Linked DNA regions of Zea mays: region 2 is linked to region 1. Evidence: chromatin contacts called from public Hi-C data. All regions are on one chromosome and are shown on one strand. The core of a region is the stretch at or near the end of the contact, and the rest is flanking DNA. Distances in the headings are between cores, read along the strand shown. Region 1 holds the start of LOC100125653 (r-interacting factor 1). Region 2 holds the start of LOC100192829 (Enoyl-[acyl-carrier-protein] reductase [NADH] chloroplastic).

Region 1 (2,655 bases), core at 59-2,558:
CAGCTGGATAGATTTTGTTAAATAAATCAAGAATCAAACAAAGACGAGGAACAAGATAGGTCATCGAAATTCAGTTGGTTGGCCCCTACGAAGTACTTGCATCAAATCACTTGGGCAGTGTTGGAATGTAAACTGCCGTAAAAAAAGAACTATTCGCAATGCCTCAGTCAATACATTGATGTAACTATTAAAAATCCATTTGTGGCATTCCTTCCAGAAATCTTAAATTCTTGTTTATAGGATATGCTAAGATAAAGCATAATAGTGATAATCACAAACAAATTCCCACAATATAGAGCAATAAGCAATATAACAAGACATCATCAGTTACCAGATTGGCAACCTCAGGTACTTCATTTTATCTGCAATCCCTTTATTACTCTGGCTATTTGGAGATGACATTATGATAGGTACTTATCATTCTTTCCAGAACATGAAAGCTAAAGAATCAGGCTCTAAGCTCAGGATATGACATTTATGACCCTAATCCTTAAGTTGTTATACATCTAAAGATTATGCAAACATGCTTTGGCTGCTAATCCAAAGACAAATGCTAAATGCACCTAAAAATTGTCATTTTTCAAACCCAGGTAGTAAACCTTAAGGGCCGTTTGGTGCAGCTCCTGGCAGCTCTGGATACGCCACTGTAGAACACTAGCACGAAGCTGGTGTAGCTACAAACCGTGGTTCCGCGACTCCTCTTTCTAGTTAACTTTTCGCCTCGGGAAGCAAAAGGCTCCTTGCTACAATAACATACAGTGGCTCTACAGTGAATGGGAGGAGGAATTCTCTAGCTGTCCAGAACAATTCAATGTTTATAAGAAAATGATAAATGAGGTTGAAACAGCGAAATTCACTCCATATGAAGGAAATCTTGCAGTTTTATTTGGCAGCTTGTGTTTAAGTAATCCCAAAAACTGAAAATTATACATAAACCCCCAAATCTGCCGACCATGAGAAACTCAATTCACTAATACAGAGACCAATATTCCTGAGCAAGAATTCACCACAACACCCAAGTTCCCACGATGTTTGGTTATTTTCCAAAACAGGTGAATTTCGCATAACTCTAACCCTAAAGCCCTCTTCATGTCAGGCAAGCTCAAACCCTAGCTCCCAAATCCATCCAATCACACCGAGGAAGCGACAATGTAGCCCACCCACCTTCACAGACAAGTAATTGGCATTCGCTAACAAGGAGATGAAGCAAGCAAAACCATAGCAGTAGAACCCCAAACCCTAAAAGGAGGCGGACACGAGCACGAGCTCCCCCGCACTCACCGCTGCTGTCAGAGGGCCCGTAGTCCATGACCGACCCTCGGCGGCAACTCCGCCAACCACCACCAACACCACCGGCAGTGCAACACGCTCGGGCACAGACGCGAACCTGAAAGAGCCGAACGAACAGGGGGTCAGCTCCCTCTGCCACGCCTGGGCTCGAGCTGCCGCCCCAAGGCCGCCAACCGGGCGGCGAAGGGTCAGCAAGCGCTCACCTGCGGCAGATGCGAGGGCTTGGCGGTGGACGGAATCCGGCGAGATTTGGAGAGGACGGGGGAGGGAGCTGTGCTGCTACTGCTCTGCTGCTATTGGTATGGTATCGGGCGCTCCGATTTCGGTCTAGAGTGAAAAATAGAGAGAGAGAGAAAGGAGAAAATCGTCGGACTTGAAGCGGCTGCATGCGGCAAACGTTGCTGGACCACTTAAGACACACTGTGTGTTAGCCGTCCGATTCAGCTCCTATCTGTTTGGTCTGGCCGTTGCCAAACGTGCAGCTTCTCCTCTAGCTTTTCCGTGTCGCGCTTTGTAGGGAAGTTAGCTCTTATTGGAACATTGACGAACACACTCCTCTCACTCGATGATTTCCACATCAACATATCAAAGATCGAAGACCCCAAAGATAAGCCCCACAAGCCGGGACCGAGGACGACGTCCATGCGAAGGCTCAAGTGCTCCTTTCGCTCCGGTGAGCCGAAGCGAAGACGATCGAAGGCTTCGGGGCTCGGATGACCAAGACTTCGAAGACCCTACGTCTTGACCTCCCTCAATGTAAAAAGGGGCCCATGTACAATCTGGCCCATATTGCAGGGGCCGCCCGTAGGTCGTCGTGTGGGCAGAGCGGGTCGGACCACGTCTGTAATGAAGCATGTTGTAATGACACGTTGTAACCCCCGTGAGGGAATATTATTGGGATAAACTAGGTAGCTGAGGATCTAATTGTCCTTGACAGGGCTGGGCGGTCCCTCGGTTACTTATAAATACCCCTGCACTATGCCAATGCGGGGGACAGAAAAAAAAACATTGTTGCCCTAACGCTTTGTGTTAGTGACATCAAACTGTTCTCCATTCTTTCACCATTGAATTTTGTTGTCCCTGGATTAACAAGTTCCAAAATTTGGCACCCACCGTTCGTGCTACAACAAAGCATCCCTGCGATGGCCCCCAAGAGAGCAAATTCAAAGGTCGTCGCTTCCATCACCCAATGCATCATGAGCTAACAAGTCGTTGTTGCATCATCTGTAGTGGACCACACCACCATGGCCAAATTCTTCATACTTTGCCTTCAAATATGTGTGACAAATCCAGTTGTTCGTGTTCCCTACAAAGATACGGTTTAACTAAGGTGATGTTAATCTCTACTTGTACCATATTGCACTC
Region 2 (2,655 bases), core at 87-2,586, 140 kb after region 1:
ATTGCCCAACCATAACCATTATCATCAGCAACTCCAGCTATAAATGCTCTTTTACCTGAAAACTTGCAAGATAATTGATGTCTGAAAACTTGCAGTTATTGAATATGTGCATTAGTTCAGATCCCATAGATAAAAAAAATTGCCAGATCATGTACACCAACACAGAGCAAAAGTGATGGATTGATATTTACATACGATTTTTTACAGAAGCACAAGTGTACATAAGCAAAGACATAAACCGTTAGAAGTATATATCAGTAGTGACCTGCAATTTCTGGATGAATATCTTAGTTCAGCTTACCTGTGAGATCAATGGGAAGTCCTTGGGCACCTCTCTGCGACATTGCCCTCACAACAACCCTCTTGCAATTCGAAGAAACCAGTGGTCCTGCTGATGTGGCTTTAGAAGAGATGGCAAAGCCAGTTCTGGAACAGATTGACCTTCCAAATGCAGATAGTGCTGATGTCGACCCAAGTATTTGCCTGTAGGCCGGGATGGAAGGGCGTGTTGCTATCATCTGCATACCAGTCGTTGCATATGCTCCCATCTTCCTTTATGTACAAAGGAGTAGGGCTGAAAAACAAGAATGTTTTGGAAACAGTATCATGGACTACACTTAAGGACATATAAGGATGTATATATATTTTTTAAGGTCAGGATGTGTATTTATTGATTTAAATGTTTTCACTGTTACAGTCAAGCTCAGGTAAAACACCGTGAATCCAAAACCAACCCAGGGTTTTCCAAGAAAAACACATATACCATCTCTGTGCAAGGATCCATGGGTTCATTTGTTAGATTTATGTGCACGCCATGGTGAATAAAGTAGGAGATAAGAAAGAAGATCAGGCCTCTGAGTTTTACTCCACAGCGGCAAAATCAAGTCTGCCTTCCTAAGTCGTAATTCAGAAAGAAACCCGATTCCAGCTCCACACCTCGTACAGCACAACCACATTCATGTTGAACAGACAACAAATTGAGCCGGCTCGGGGCACCCCTAAACTAAATCCAACATTCAAACCTCACATGCAAATATGACAAATAACAAAATCCGGAAGTGGTATCCACGCGACGCAAGACCCCATTACTACCATGGACCAGCATTTTGCAATTCGCATAACGACATTAATAGCCTTAGAGGCCGCAACTAATTGATCCAATCCCTGTAGGTCCGTCCCAAGAACAGCAACAAGAAGTAGCATGCGACCGTTACCTAGGTGAAAATGGGAGGGGCGCGCGTTGAAGTCGGAAGCGTAGGATTGTGTTGCAGGCTGCAGCCAAGGTGAAAATGGGAGGCGGCGGAGGACGGCGGGGAAGATGCTGCCTCAGCGTTTCGTTCCGGTCAGGCTGGGCGAGAGCCGAGAAGGGTTTTGGCTGGCTGGGCCACCGAGTAACGTGGTGGGCAGTGGCCAGTGGGCTGGTGACTGCCAGGACCCAAGTGAGCTACCTACATAAATGGCCCAACCGCCCAACCCAGCCTGGCTGTAGCGTCGTGCCTTCAGCATTTTATAGCTGTCGTAAACCCAATTTTTTAATCTTCTCCATTTTTAAAACAATTTATTTTTGCATTTTGAATGGTTTTCATAATAGTTCTGCTGATATAGCGCCACATCCAAAGAATAAAACAGACTAAGTTAAAAATTCAGGAGCTAAATCGGCTTGGAATTATTTTTCTAAAATATCAAAAAATACATAAAATAACTCTCAAAAATGTATAAATACAAATCATGAAATTAAAAAAGCTAAAATTTGGTTTATTCTTAGATTTTTCTGACTCGGAAAATTATGAAACCTTTTCTTTTCTAAAATCATGCTCGATCATATGGTACAGAACAGAAAATTGTTTAATCTTTATGAACTTACTAGTTGTGTGTCTGTGCGTTGCAACGGGAACATATAATACCATTGATAGCTTATGTACGTTGGAATGAGCATCGATATATATCTGACCGGATCTTCTTCTTCCTTGGAGATCTAGAGAAAAGCATGTACGGAAGTTAAACATGTTAAGACCTGATCATGTGCTGCCCTTGTGTCTCTGATCATCATCAGCACACTGTTCGACGCTTGTACGAGTCTTGTTAATTTGCATGCCTCGTGCATAGTCTCTCAACCATCAATTCATTATGGTATACCGAATTCGTGTGAGTTGTGACAAACATTATCAAATTCATATAAATTATTTTAAAGAATTAATATAGAGTTTTATATGATAGAGAAATACATGTGGATTAAAAAATGCTAAACAAAAGATCTAAAATATAACAGTTCGATCAAGTTGCATAAGATGTACAATTTTCCAATTGCTTCTGCATTTGGAAGTCCACCTTTCTATGTTATCTTTGCTATTTCTGACTTAATAGAATCCAAATAATATTGAACACTAAGAAAACTACAAAATGAGATGGAGTTGTGTTGACTGAAAAACATATGTATGTAGCATTTGGAATTAAAAAAATACATTTTAAGTATTCAAGTACCAGATAATGCCAGATAAGGGATTAATTCCACAGAGCAAAGTACAAAATCCATGACAAGATATTTCATAATAGATTTAAAAAAGGAAGGCTTTTGCTTAAAATATGAGGCCTTAATCTCAAAATGTGTATATGTGATATTGAACGGGTCACCACCAATGCCTACACAAGTTGGCT

What was found. A called contact is a pair of places that touch in the nucleus more often than the background predicts.
Region 2: a Hi-C map of tassel shows a contact between it and region 1, with 5 times the contacts expected there. The contact joins the promoter of LOC100192829 here to the promoter of LOC100125653 in region 1. A contact is called at or near these places in 8 of 25 Hi-C or Micro-C datasets (bundle sheath, ear, endosperm and 2 more).

Annotation. Positions count from the first base shown.
Region 1 is chr7:78,111,136-78,113,790 of Zm-B73-REFERENCE-NAM-5.0, forward strand. It overlaps LOC100125653 (r-interacting factor 1), which reads right to left and starts at 1,309. Exons shown (of 10, transcript NM_001112584.1): 1 at 1,282-1,309. The coding sequence starts at 1,309.
Region 2 is chr7:78,253,337-78,255,991 of Zm-B73-REFERENCE-NAM-5.0, forward strand. LOC100192829 (Enoyl-[acyl-carrier-protein] reductase [NADH] chloroplastic) reads right to left here and starts at 1,337. Exons shown (of 13, transcript NM_001138020.2): 1 at 1,215-1,337; 2 at 302-574; 3 at 1-55. The coding sequence starts at 548.